Regions from separate parts of the Mus musculus genome. Here all the other regions are linked to region 1. Evidence: chromatin contacts called from public promoter capture Hi-C data. All regions are on one chromosome and are shown on one strand. Each heading gives the region's core, a stretch centred on a gene start, on an enhancer-like site or on the middle of the called end of the contact. The rest is flanking DNA. Distances are from core to core; before and after follow the strand shown. Region 1 holds the start of Ncapd2 (non-SMC condensin I complex, subunit D2). Region 2 overlaps Lpcat3 (lysophosphatidylcholine acyltransferase 3). Region 3 holds the start of P3h3 (prolyl 3-hydroxylase 3).

What was found. Promoter capture Hi-C pulls out the DNA fragments that hold promoters and counts their contacts. Capture Hi-C pulls out chosen DNA fragments and counts their contacts.
Region 2: a promoter capture Hi-C map of the C10 cell line shows a contact between it and region 1, with 4 times the contacts expected there. The contact joins the enhancer-like site here to the promoter of Ncapd2 in region 1. A contact is called at or near these places in 4 of 39 promoter capture datasets (the C10 cell line, neutrophils and pre-B cells), 3 of 115 datasets of contacts at active chromatin or transcription factors (the SCID.adh cell line, embryonic stem cells and pancreatic cancer cells) and 2 of 9 other capture datasets (adipose tissue and liver).
Region 3: a promoter capture Hi-C map of pancreatic islet shows a contact between it and region 1. The contact joins the promoter of P3h3 here to the promoter of Ncapd2 in region 1. A contact is called at or near these places in 4 of 39 promoter capture datasets (the C10 cell line, liver, macrophages and 1 more), 2 of 115 datasets of contacts at active chromatin or transcription factors (embryonic stem cells and pancreatic cancer cells) and 4 of 9 other capture datasets (adipose tissue, embryonic stem cells, liver and 1 more).

What each region holds. Positions count from the first base shown.
Region 1 is chr6:125,188,878-125,193,396 of GRCm38.p6, forward strand. It overlaps Ncapd2 (non-SMC condensin I complex, subunit D2), which reads right to left and starts at 2,709. Exons shown (of 32, transcript NM_146171.1): 1 at 2,621-2,709; 2 at 886-1,031. The coding sequence starts at 1,012. It overlaps Mrpl51 (mitochondrial ribosomal protein L51), which reads left to right and starts at 3,323. Exons shown (of 3, transcript NM_025595.3): 1 at 3,323-3,556; 2 at 3,639-3,749; 3 at 4,346-4,519. The coding sequence starts at 3,478.
Region 2 is chr6:124,697,698-124,702,216 of GRCm38.p6, forward strand. Lpcat3 (lysophosphatidylcholine acyltransferase 3) reads left to right here. Exons shown (of 13, transcript NM_145130.2): 2 at 373-480; 3 at 1,542-1,648; 4 at 2,310-2,403; 5 at 2,544-2,581; 6 at 2,976-3,154; 7 at 3,772-3,880. Among named protein-coding and RNA genes, the nearest start is that of Emg1, 12 kb to the right of the region's middle. Within about 2 kb of position 2,659, at least 115 of the 459 cell types and tissues checked have an H3K27ac peak or open chromatin away from gene starts, as enhancers often do. A contact at or near this core is called in adipose tissue, embryonic stem cells, liver and 1 more, where this site is marked.
Region 3 is chr6:124,855,314-124,859,832 of GRCm38.p6, forward strand. P3h3 (prolyl 3-hydroxylase 3) reads right to left here and starts at 2,404. Exons shown (of 15, transcript NM_013534.5): 1 at 1,883-2,404; 2 at 631-783. The coding sequence starts at 2,374. Gpr162 (G protein-coupled receptor 162) reads right to left here. Exons shown (of 5, transcript NM_013533.4): 4 at 4,179-4,336; 5 at 3,131-3,907. The coding sequence ends at 3,356. Gm32404 (a long non-coding RNA gene) reads left to right here and starts at 2,494. Exons shown (of 3, transcript XR_378023.2): 1 at 2,494-2,607; 2 at 2,694-3,923; 3 at 4,105-4,519.

The DNA.
Region 1 (4,519 bases), core at 1,459-3,958:
CATGTAGTAAGCTATACCATGAAAACGTGTGCACCCGTACTCTTAATGATGTTTCCATATTAATGAATCATCTAGCAACAGGCCTCTCAAACGTGTCTCCCCACACGGCATGTTTAAGTGACAAGCGACTATGTTGTGTGCTGTTGCAGCTATGTTTCTCCTTCACTGAACATCCTGGAAACATAATGTAGTTTCTAAACAGTGCTCTCTGAGAATAGGCAAGGCAAACCCTGGCACCGCCCACAGGACTTCTAAACTTCATGCATTTATTGTATGTGTGCTGGTGTTCTGTTCTGGTGTAGTGTGCACACACACACCTCTATCTGTCTGTCTTGTCTATCCATTCATCCATCCACGTACCACATGCACAAGTTACAGACAGTAGTGAGCTGCCTTGTGAATAGTGGGACTCAAACCTGGGTCCTCTGGAAGAATAGGCAGTACCCTTAACCTCTAAACCACCTCTCCAACCCCTAGTCTACAATTACCAGGACTATACATTGACACATGGTAAGAGGTAAAAATACAAAAACCGGAGCCGGGCAGTGGTGGCGCACACCTTTAATCCCAGCACTTGGGAGGCAGAGGCAGGCGGATTTCTGAGTTCGAGGCCAGCCTGGTCTACAGAGTGAGTTCCAGGCCAGCCAGGGCTACACAGAGAAACCCTGTCTCGAAAAAAAAACAAAAACCACCTTTTTCTCAAAAATGGCCCAGGACATTTTATGCCATGAATTCCATGTGGTGATACAAATAAACCAACCAACCAACCAACTATGGGACAACAAACAACTAAAGGCAGGGACTAGGAAAGACCTCCCTGGCCCAGATGGAGTGTCCCGGGGCTGTAGAACAGAAAGGATAACATCATTGCATGGAGTCTCTCACCTCTAAGCTGGGATGAGAGGTGCTTGACGGGCAGCACCTCCCGGACAACGTACTGATTCACACCTCCACTTTTCAGCAGCTCCTCTGGAGATAAGGGCAAGTGGAATTCAAAGTTGTGGGGAGACATCTTTCTCCCCCTGGTTCACCTAGAAACCAAACAGCAAAAAAAAAAAAGGCATGGTGTAAATCTACCAGTGTGTCATCTTTTGATTATGTGACAAGAACATTTCTACTGAGTCTACCCCAGGTTCAGTTCAATATAAATAAAATATATATTTTTTCAAATGTTTTTCAGTCTTATAACAGCTATATGAATCGTCTTATAAAATATAAGATCAGAGCCGCACAAAGTAACACATGCTTATATCTATGTCCCAAGTCCACGGGAATCAGTAGGATGGAGTTCAAGGCTAGTCTCGGCTACGTGGTGTGGGCTGCAAGAGATCTTGTCATAAAACACCCTCCCCTGCAAACCCTCACCCTCAATATAAAAGCAACTCTAGAGGAGAATAATTTTTTCCTTTAAGTTTTATTGCATTCTGATGAGAAAAGATACATAATTTCAATTTACCTGAATTTGTTACATATTTTGAGTAAATAGACTTACATCACATTCTTCTTTCCCTTTTGTACCCCAACTCCTCCCAGAGAGTCCCCCCTTTCAAAACCTGCAATACCTTTTGTTTTTTATCATATTCTTTAAAATTTATAAAATAAGCTGGGCGTGGTAGCACACGCCTTTAATCCCAGCACTCGGGAGGCAGAGGCAGTTCCAGGACAGCCAGGGCTATACAGAGAAACCCTAACTCAAAAAAAAACAAAACAAACAAACAAAAATATATATACATATAATATTGTAACAATAACAATGAGTATTATAAAAGTTGTGTGATATAACACAACAATCAATTGAACAGTCTTATGCAGATGTTTGTCTACAGCAATACTGAAAATACATATGTTTTTCTCGGTATAAATTTTAAATAACTCCAAATATATTAACTGTATGATATTTTAAAATAATATATCACTATTAGTTTTTTAAAAATCAACACAAATAGATCAAGTGAGCATAATTCTTATTATTCTGACACTAAGTCATTGAGTCTCATGGTCTCTGTAAAATGGTGTTGCTCTGGGGATCAAAAGAATCAAGGGATAAAAACTAGTCAATAGCCAGGGGTGGTGGAACATGTGTATAAAGGCAACATTAGAAGGCTGAGGCAGGAGGACTGCTGAGTTTGATGTCAGCCAGGACTGCAGTGAGGCTGCAAGGAGTACATCTCAACAACAACAACAACAACAACAACAACAACACAACAACACAAGACAATACTAATGAACTATTAAGTGACAATCAGTGTATACATACAGACTTATTGCTTCCATTTTAAAGTGAAAAAAATCCTTAAGAAATATTTTACTGAGCATTGGGGTTCCAGCCCAATCAATGGAATGGAAGGACATTAACTTCTACTTATCCTGTGCCTGATTTCAGTCTCATGGGGTGCAGAACGAAACAACCAAATTTACACATTGGGTAGTAAGGCTATGCGATTTTGCCCACACCACACATTCAGATTCTGATCTGTCAGACACACAGCCATACTGGATCTCAAGGGCATCCCTACCAGACCGTCGCTCCCGACCGCACTCCGGCAAAGGCTGCGTCACGTCCTGGACCTGCTTTTTCTCAACCTTTCCCTTCCCAACCTTTCGCACTGCCACATCTCACCTGGACCCCGCGACACCCCTCACCCGCCGCTTCTTCAACCGGAGAGCCCCCTGCTGAAAAGGAAGGAAGAAAACAATAGGGCAGGATACGCGCCAAACAACGAGATGGTTTTCAAGCTAGCGGAGGAACCGGCCAATCCGCGGCAGGCTGAGACGGAGACCCGCCTCAGCGCCAGGCGTCGCGCTCGCGGAGCCCGCAATTCCCTGTTCAAACCTCAACGGCTGCCAGGAGGCCAATCGCGACAGAGGCTGGAGAAGCCAACCAATCACAGCCCCGGGGGCGGGGCAAGCGGGCGAGGGGCGTGGCCCCGAGTCTGCGCTTTCCCGGCATCTCTACCGTAGTCGGCTAAGCATGGTCACCCGTTGTCTCTCCGCGGGCCGCCTAAAGCAGTCCAGCTTTTAACCATGTGGCGCCCGGCCCTGTACACTCCGGGAATATACTGCCCCAGCAAAACTCAGCTTGCCGTAGCGCCAGGCTCCCGTCCTCCACTTCCCTCACAGTTGAGGACGCGCAAGGGACAGGAGAGAGCTTATTTTAACGGAATTTCGGTTTGGGGGCGTCCTTTCCTGCGACAACAAACACCGCAGCGGTTCCATTCTTCCAGGGGCTAAACCGGAAGTATTTGACTGGACGCGCCTCACAGGCCGGAACTTGGAGGGCGGGGCTTGTGGCTGTGCGAGCCACCTTGGGATGACTCCCTAAGCTACCTGGGTAAGGCCCAAAATGGCTCCTCTTACTGTCACTACCGTGTGAGTCCCGCCTGGGACTGTAATCTGTGTCTTGGCTTTGGAATTCACACCCGCTCCCCATTTTTCCGGCTGGTTTGCTGCCCCTACTGAGGCGGACAGGCTAGAGTAATGGCAGGGAGTGTCCCTTGGGCGGCAAGTAGGAGACTGTGGGGCTGGGTGCCCTCGGCATGCCGAAGCTTCTCTCTGGGTAAGTGGCTTAAGTGTAGTAGGACGGCCGGCTAACGGCTTGTCACTGGGCAGTGCTGATTCATGCTTCTGTCCTTCCCTAGGCGTCCCACGGTTGGCCTTCGTAAGGCTCACTCTTCCACCTCCCAAAGTGGTTGATCGCTGGAACGAGAAGAGGGCTCTGTTTGGCGTCTACGACAACATTGGAATCCTGGGTAGGACGCGATTCCTGGTTTCTGAAGGATTAGTATGCTCTCTTGACTCTTTCGGTTTTATTTGTGGAGAGAATAGTAATGTGCCCGGGGCAAGCCTGGGGGCACAAACCTGTTACACGGGAGATGAAGCCAGGCAAGACCAGTCTGAGATGCGGAGAATAGTGAGGAGTGCGGGACTCAGTCTCACTAACACAGTAGTGGGCAGGTCTGAGGGCCAAAGCGAGTAAATGGGAGTGTCAGTATTTGAACCCAGACATTTCTGGCTGCAAAGTCTTTACTCCTTTCTTTCTTTCTTCTTTTTTAAATAAGATTTTTGTGTTTTCTGAATGTGTACCGTGTACTGCTCAAGCAATGCCTGCAGGTTCAGGGTGACTTCCTAGAACTTCCCTTTCAGGCAGTCGTGAACCTTCAGTTGAGAGTGCTGGGGAATCCTTTGGAAGAGCAAGTGTTACAAAGACTCTGTCCCTTGTACTAGACTGGTGTGTGCCTTGTCTGTCAGTAGTTCTGATCAGGGAGATGAAACTGTGTTGAAGGCCTAGTTGGGCTAGGCTGACTTCTCTTCTCTTGAAACTAGTATATATTCTGTCACGTTACAGGGAATTTCGAGAAGCACCCAAAAGAACTGATCAAGGGCCCAGTATGGCTTCGAGGCTGGAGAGGAAATGAATTGCAGCGTTGTGTCCGAAAGAAGAAATTTGTGGGAAACAGGATGTTCATTGAGGACCTGCATAACCTTAACAAACGGATCAGCTATCTCTACAAACACTTTA
Region 2 (4,519 bases), core at 1,409-3,908, 490 kb before region 1:
AACAGCAACAAACCACTTGATTTGGGGGAGTACTATTCTGTCTTCTCTGTTAGCATCCATAAAATGCTTGGTTGGTTGGTTGGTTTTTGAAGGCCATTGAGATGACCCCAGTGGGGTTATCAGTTAAGCCTTCCAGAAGACCTAAATTTGATCCTTGGATCCCACATAAGAAGGAGAAAGCAAAGTTGTGGTCTAACACTGTAGCATGAACGCACCCACACCTATACATCTCTCTCTCTCTCTCTCTCTCACACACACACACACAGAGAGAGAGAGAGAGAAAGAGAGAGAGAGAGGTTTTTTAATCCTGGTTTTTTCCCTCTCTGATGTCAGCAGGCATGAGTAACCTCTTCCTCTTCTCCTCCCATCTAGGCTACCCGTTGGCTCTGTTTTACCGGCATTACCTTTTCTACAAGGACAGCTACCTCATCCATCTCTTCCACACCTTCACGGGCCTCTCAATTGCTTATTTCAACTTTGGTAAGGGAGTGGGCTCAGCAGGGATGCAGCCATGAGAAGAAACCTGGGGAGGGCTGGACCAGGGGGAAATCCCTGAAACAAGCTCGTGTGTGCTTTAGGAAGTGTTAGCTCTTACAAAGCTTTCATCTTTACAAAAAGAGTACTCAGCCAATAGGAACACAACTTCATTGTGCTTTGGTTTTGTTCTGGGAGTCAGGAAGACGGCCCAGCAATAAAGGGTATTCTCTTCTGAAGGGCCCCAGTTCAGTCTAGCACTCAGGCCAGATGGCTCAAAACCACCTGGGACTTCAGTTCCAGGGGACTGAGGCCCTCCTAGCTACACAGACACACACATGCACATGCCTACATACACTCACACACAGGTGAATAAGAATAATTATTTTCAAAGATGTGGAAAAACAGTAAATTAAATAATTCATAATAAGGTAACATATCAAAACATCACTTGGTACCCCCGTAAGTGTGTACATTTTTATGTATCAGTTAAGAAGTAAATTTAGCGTTTGGCATTATGGTGCACACCTTTAACCCTAGCACTCAGGAAGCAGAAAGGGGCCAGCTTGGTCTATGTAATGAGTTCTGGGCCCATCAGGGCTACATAGTGAGACCCTGTCTCAATAATTAATAATAATAATAATGACAATAATGATAATCAGGGTTATTTAGGAGATGGCGAGGTGGCGCAACAAGGAAAGCACAAGCTGCCAAGCCTGGTGGCTTTCCCACCCGGTGGATGAGGATAACAAACTTTCTCTAGTCGCCCTTTGACCTCTGCACTTACCATGGCACACCTACACTTAAAGTTTATTTATTTTGAGACAGTGTCATGTAACCCAGGCCGACCTTAATTGTGAAAAAGGTCACCTTGCTCCTCCTGTCTCTACTTCCCAAGTGCTAGGTGGCAGGCCTGGTCCAGTCTAGCTGGGGATTGAGCCCAGGGCTTCCTGCATGCCGGGCAGGTGCTCTAACCACCTCCAGTGCTGCATACTGTGTCCTCTTCTGGGAATCTCAGGAGGAATGGGCACCACGGTCCTAAACGCTGCTCTCTTCTCTGCACCCAGGCCACCAGTTCTACCACTCCTTGCTATGTGTCGTGCTTCAGTTCCTCATCCTGCGACTCATGGGCCGCACCGTCACTGCCGTTATTACTACCCTTTGCTTCCAGATGGTAAACTTTTCTCATAGCAGCTCAGGTCACATCTGACAGGAGGTGTGGAGAGGGGCAAGGCAGGGGGTGGTAGCACAGTGACCGAGGAGACCTAGCTTGCAATCCCTCCGCCCAACACACAGCATCTGACTGTGGGCAGGTCACTCGGCACAGGCCTTAGGCAGACTGTAGCAGTAACTCATTACTGGCCTCCAGTCTATGCCAGCAGGGTTCCTTGGTTCTCACCAGTTAGCCCAGCTGACCATGAGTTACAACCAATCTAGACTGAGCTGCAGAAGCTGTGCAGGCAAATGTCCATCCAATGCCCTAAGCAAGCCATTCCTCTGAGGTGGTAACGCCCCTGTTTGTAGGATTTGTTTCTTTATTGAGATGAGGCTCACTCTGTGACCAAGGCAGCTTCAAACTCTATAGCTCAAGCTGGCTTCCATCTCTCTCAAGTGCCAGGATTCTAGGTCTGCACCAGCAGGCCTAGCTCATAGATAGGAAGGACCAGAAGAGAGGAAAGGGGAAGGATTGCAGAGCCAGGGGAAATGAAGTCAGACATGGTGGCACAGGCTTGGAAGGCTGAGAGGAGGGTTGTGACTAGGAGGCCATAGACTGCCCCCCAAAAAAAGGAGGGGGGGTGGAATGTGAACGATGGTGAAGATGCCCCCTCTCCTAGGCCTACCTTCTTGCCGGATATTACTACACAGCCACCGGTGACTACGATATCAAGTGGACAATGCCACATTGTGTCTTGACACTGAAGCTAATTGGTAAGTGGGAAGAAAGGTACTGTCTTCCTCCTTTACAGGTGGGCCCCTCCCCCACAGAGCCAAAATAAACCATACTGATGTCATGCTCCACAGAGCACGCCCTCATGTCTGCCCTCCCCTCCCCTTCTCTCTTTGCTCAGGGCTGTGTATTGACTACTACGATGGAGGCAAAGACGGGGTAAGTGTCCACGCTGTCAGAGGATAGGGACTAACCAGCGGGAAGGGGAAGGGCTGCTCTTACCAAGACCGATCCCCACCAGGGCAGAGCCTCTGCCTCATTCCCTAGCCTATGAGCTGTCTTCCAGCTGGGCAGGGCCGAGCCAGGGTAACTTGTCCAGGCTCCAGCTCTTGCACAAAGTCCAGAGATGAGTGCCAGCAAGGCATTTGTCACCACAGCCACAGGCAGCTGTTGGCTAAGCTACCCCACACATTTTCCCATGAAGCAACCTTCTACCTCCCATCCCACACTAAAGAGCTCCAGGCAGTGGGGCACAGATTGGAATGCTCAGAGGGAATGCCTCTGGGGTAAAATTCAAGGCTATCCTGAGCCGTACATTCTATTCTTGGCATAGAATTCCTTGACCTCTGAGCAACAGAAATATGCCATACGGGGTGTCCCTTCATTGCTGGAAGTTGCTGGCTTCTCCTACTTCTATGGAGCCTTCTTGGTAGGGCCCCAATTTTCAATGAACCACTACATGAAGCTGGTGCGGGGACAGCTGACTGACATACCAGGGAAGATGCCAAACAGGTAATCACACCGCCCTCCCTCCCCCCGCGCCCCCCCTTGTCAAGACCTCCATGTAGGGATTCTACCTAGTACAATCACTCTAAAGTGACTCTCCTAAAGGTCAGCCCTAGCACAGTGGCCCGATTGTCACAGTGTCACATGGACAATGTCTGCCCCAGCCGTTCAAGCTGACCCTAAAGCACACATGTTTTGCCCACAAGTTATGCTCCTCCCTTCAAAGCTTCCTCATAGAGGGAGACCCTGTTCAATATACAAAAATGTACACAGAAATATATACTTAAGAGATAATGCAAACGCCGCTGGAATGCCTTCACTGGGAACCTGTCCTCCTGTGTGCCAGCGCGAATTGAGATTGCTGGTTGTTCTGCACATGGTTGTTAGCCTTACCACTGACAAGTTCTGGGCTCAGTAGCTCTGAGGGTTAAAGCCTCCTGCACACTGCTCCCTCCTGCCCTCTCCTGTAACTGGGGTTTTCGAATAGCCAAGCAGAGAAAGCTGTCTCTCTGGGAAACAGCCCGCAGCCGTCGCCACACCCTGACATGCTCCTTTCCGTGACTACAGGTCAGAGGGTGAAGGGCGATGCTCTGCTGTCTGTGACCCCACTTGTTCCTTTCCAGCACCATACCTGCTCTCAAGCGCCTGAGTCTGGGCCTTGTCTACCTGGTGGGCTACACCCTGCTGAGCCCCCACATCACAGACGACTATCTCCTCACAGAAGACTATGATGTGAGTGTCTGTCAGCACAGGAATGTGACTACTGCCTCACACAAAGGGATAAGCAGAGAGCCCTGTAGATGGCAGACAAGCGCCATCTCAGATGTGTGTGGGGTTTTGCTAGTCTGTGAGAGTTGGTGCCACCCAGGCTAAAACCTGCATGGACAAACCTTGGGCATGGGGGGGGGGGAGCTCCAGGTGTACTTTTGCACGCCTTGCCCTCCCTCTCCCCCCCCCCCCCAAATAAGCTCAAGAAGCTCTCCCTTAGTGTTGTGACTTGGAGTGCTGCATCAGGTGGCTTTTTTCTTAAATTGACAGACTTAGGGGCTTGTCCAGAGGTGGTGCTTCGAGAGGAAAGCTGGCTTTTGCCACTTCCCCTGAAAAGCTCACAGGAGCTCCCCGTCATTCTGGGTAGATTTCTCTGCATTCCAGACTGTGCGGCTGGCTCTGCAAGGCCCCTCTGCTGACAACAAACGCCTAGGCCGTGCAGAGGAGGTGGATGCATATTGGCACCTCTTGGCTGGTTACAGGCAGGTGGGGGCTAGGCTGCCGTGGCACACGTGACATCAGAACTGATAGGAGTGGAGGAGCCATCCGCCAGTTTGAAGATATCTAGGGGACTGTGCCATGCCCGTACCTTCCCTAATGTTC
Region 3 (4,519 bases), core at 1,154-3,653, 330 kb before region 1:
TGGTGGTGGGGAGGTACTAAATAAAACTGGGGGTGGGGGGCATGGTGACGGGCTGGAGAGATGACTCAGAGGTTAAGAGCACTGCTGCTCTTCCAGAGGTCCTAAGTTCAATTCCCAGCAACCACATGGTGGCTCACAGCCATCTGTAATGGGATCTGATGCCCTCTTCTGGTGTGTCTGAACACAACTACAGTGTACTCACATACATAAAATAAATATATAATTCTTTAAAAGGGGGGGGGGCATGGTGACATATGCTTTTAACCTGGCACAAAGGAGGCAAAGACAATCGGATCTTATTGACTTGGAAGCCAACCTGGTCTGCATAGTGAGTTCCAGGCCAGCCCAGGTCTACACAGTGAGACTCTGTTTCAAAAAGAAAGTTAGGGAGGTGGAAAAGAAATGAGCTTATTTGGAACATGGAAATCTGTATGGTATTTCATACACCCAGAGGAAGAACAGGTGTGGCCTCAGAATCAGAACGCTAGAACGGCACACTTTAGTGATCACTGAGGAAACTGGGTGCTAGGGAAAGACTCCTCACCCAGCGCCACCGAGGAGCGGTACCCAGATATGCTCAAACTGCACAGGCTGGAGTTGGCAGATTTCAGCCAGCATTGAGGACCTCACCCAGTATAGGGGCGTCACCAGGTCCCGGAAGCTCTGGGGTCGGATTGCAGACATCCTTCTGTACTTAGCCATGTCTTCCCGCATCTGCAGGTGTGTTGGGTTTGCCACAAAGAAGGTGTGTGCTGCAGAAGCTGCCAGGTCCAGCTTCTTCAACTAAGGATCCAAAGAGATGAGATATGAGAGTCCAGAGGGGTGTGCGTGTGCATGTGCGTGCATGGGGTGGTGGTGGTGGTGTGTGTGTGTGTGTGTATGGTGGGTGGGGGTGGGATTTTGGACCTCTGTCCTTCACCAGCCTCCCCCAGAGCCTTATGGCAGCCTAGCCAATCAAAACTGGAAACCACCAGATCCCTCGGGAGCCAGAATGTTGGGCTCCCCAGGACTCTGGTACAGAAAGGAGATATGGAAGCGTCAGAGTGGGTGGGCCTCGGGCTGAAGGCCCCAGGATCTCTGTTTTGGAGACAACGAAATGAGAGGCTCAAGTAGATGGGGGAGGGGCGGGGGAGCGGGGAGACCTTGAATGACGAGAATCTGCAGGCCTCTAGGACCCTGGGCTGAGGTGTGTGAAACTAGAGCCCCTCCCGCCTCCAGCCACGTAGGCATCAGCTACCATTCTGGAAACTGCACACTGTCTACTGCCACAGACCCAGATTCCAGCCTCAGCCGTACTTCCTTCTGCAAACTAGCCCCGCTCCTTCAACCTTTCCGAAGCTCGATTCTTCCCCAAGAGAAAGCTCCTACTCAAACGCCCACTCCTGAACGAACACATGCACTCTCTCTGCCTGTCTCTCTCTCTCTGTCTCTGTCTGTCTGTCTGTCTCTCTCTCTGTCTCTCTCTGTCTGTCTCTGTCTGTCTGTCTGTCTGTCTCTCTCTCTCTCTGTGTGTGTGTGTGTGTGTGTGTGTGTGTGTATGGTTTGGGGCACCTCTCCATCTGCTCTTCGTATCTGAAAGGTTGCATTCATTAGCCTAGACCCGCTAAAATAAAACTGCGGAGCCCTCCCAACATATTCGGTCTACTCCCACTCCTCTTCATTCCAATTTGACACGTTCTCCACGCTCTCTCTTGACCCTCCCTCTGCGGCCATCGCAAGTCCTGGCCACGTTTCAATGGTACCCACACAAGAGTAGAACTCCGTTATCCGCCCTCCAAGGCTCCACCCCCGAGTCCGGGCGGCGAGCATCCCGCCCTCTCCTGGTCAGCTCCCAGTAAGACAGTCAGTAGGCTTGGGGTAGCACCCTGGCCGGCCCCCGCACCTGGTAGTAGGCCCTCTGCAGGTAGTTGTAAGGCTCCCGCCGGCGGAAGGCATCCCGCAGCGCGCTCCCCACGCGGAGCCGCGCCGCGCCCCCCGGGCCCAGCCTCCGCACCGCGCACTGGGTCAGGCACTCGGCGCGGCGGAGCGTGGCGCGCAGGAGCAGCGGTTCCCAGACCCCGGGCCCGGAGACAGGATGTGGGGCTCCGAGGAGCTGGGAGGGGAGCGCGGCGCCCGGCTCGGCCGCGCAGCTCGCCCCGCACTCCTGGCGCGCGCGGCCCAGCGCCGCCCGGCTCCGCAGCGCCTCTCGCAGCAGCGCCACTGCGGGCGCCCAAGCCCCGGCCGAGTAGGCTCGCAGCCCGTCCGCGTAGAGCAAGTCGGGGGCCTGGGGAGGCGACCCCGGTGACAACTGAGCCAGGCCCGGGGGCTCGGGAGGCTCGGGGGACCCCGGGGGAGGCAGCAGCAGCAAAAGCAACAACCGCAGGAGCCGGAGCATGGTGCCAGAGTCGCGGGCCCACCGCCGAAGGGAAATGCGGAGACGGGAGGGAGGGAGGGAGAGGAAGGAGGGGGGGTAGGGGGAGGAGAAGGAAGGAGAGATGGAGAAGAGGAGGGAGAGGAAGAGAGAGGGAATGAGTGATGCCAAAGAAACCTGCTGGATTTAGGCCTGCCCCTGGGAAAACCGAAGTGAGACGGAGTGAGAAATCCGAGGGACACATGGGTCTAGTGTGGGTAAGAAAGGGAAATGGAGAAAGAAGGGTGAAATAGGGCTCCTGGCCTGTGACGTGGGGGTAACTTCGTTTCCGTCCATCCTTGAGTCCTGGAAAAGGATTGTGGACGCCCCTCACACGTTCATCTACCCACGCTCCTGCCAACCCACCATGTGAAGATGGATTTTCGAAACGCTGCCTGGAAGAGGGTGACTCCGTGTTTGGGACACCAATTCTGGCACCAAAACTTTTCTACTCAGAAACTGAGCGCCCAGACGCATTTAGGGGAGATGGGAATTGAGTACTTTTTACTAATTTAAGCAAAGATCCTTCCCATTCAAACTAACACACTCTAGTGTCCCTTGCTCCACCCCAGGATCTTACGCTCCTACGCCCATTTCTCCTATGTCTGTCTGCGTCGTATTGGGCCGTCTCTTTCTATACCTCTTCCCCCTGCCCTTTATCCGGTTTGTCCTCTAGCCACTTTCCCTCGCCCAAGCCACTGACCATTTGCCCCCCCTCCCCGCAAACGCTGAACATCAAGGTTTCCACGGCAACTCAGCCTTTTAATACATTTTGCTAGGGGTGAAGACGGGTGCGTTGGGTATCTGGTCACTTGGATGGGAGAGAGCTGGGGCTCTAGAGCCCGGATGTAGGCCCCCCCCCCCCCATCTCCCTGGAGGCAGCTGCCATAGACTCAGGGCCAGGATGAGGCATACTCACTCGCTCGTGCCTCCCCCCCCCCTCCAGTGAAGCAGGCCTATGCGGCCTCACAGGGTCAACTGGGGGAAGATGGGGTTACCTGGCCCCCAGGGTCTTCCCCAAGCCCTTGAACTCCCTTCGCTCCCGGTCAGGGAACAGCGTCTTCCTGCACTTAACCCCAAAGGAAGTCCAACGGCTCGGCTATCCGGAGACCCAAGGGAGAGCCGTCGAGGTGAAAAACCCAGTGGTCTAGGCCTACGAGGAGAGGGTCCTGGTGACGCAGTTGGAGAAGGCAGAGGTGTCTCATCGATGAAGGTGGTGATCTCCTCCCGGAAAAAACCGGGACCTCGTGGGGGTCCCCCACCCGACCCCAGAACCCCACTTTCTAGAAACTGTCGAAGGCTGGCCAAGCCCCCGCCTTCAGCCTCTTCCTCATCCTCCTCATCCTCCAGCCTGTGTCTCTGTCCCAGGTATTCTGGAGGGCCTCCGAGGGCTCGGCTCTGGGCTGGGAGGATCCGGATATCATCCGATGAGGACCACTTGTGCAGGAAGGAGCCTGGTGCCCGAGGAGTAGAAAAGATGTTGGTCTCATCGTGGGATAATCGTCGGGACAAAGGGACCTGGGAAGAGGAGCAGGTGAGACCTGGAGATGCTGCAGAGACAAAGGTAAAGGTGACAGGAACCAAGGTGGGGACTCTGCAAGATGGCTTCATACTCTTCCTTTTCTCCAACGTGTTTACTCTAGTAGGCAAACCTGGTTCTGAGAGATCTGAGGGAAACTTTCTTCCTCTTGTCTCTCCTTTACCTGACCCCCTAGGGTACCCTGCAGTCCAAAGCCAAAGAGCAGTGGTGCAGGAGACCAGAATGGAGGTGAGTCCTTCTGTCCCATACCTGTAAGTAGTGTACTCTCTCCAGCGGTGGGAAGAGCATGTGCCGCCCAGGCAGCAGCTTCACCTGGGTGGGGTCCCGACTCCCTGACCCTGTGGCCCCGTTAGCATCAAAGCGAATTTTGCACACTCGGCCATCTGTGTAGTCGTCACAGGTGCCATCTAGGAGCGAGAAGGAGCCCAGTGGGTACAGGCAGAGAAGACCTACCCTCTAGAGCCCCATGCCCTTCATAAAGTCCAGGAGGACTCTTTGACTCCCATCAGTCTGTAAGCCCCAATCCCTGTTTGGCATGGACCAAGCTGGCCGGCCGGTGTAGGCTTCCAGAGAGGAGCAGATGCCTAGTG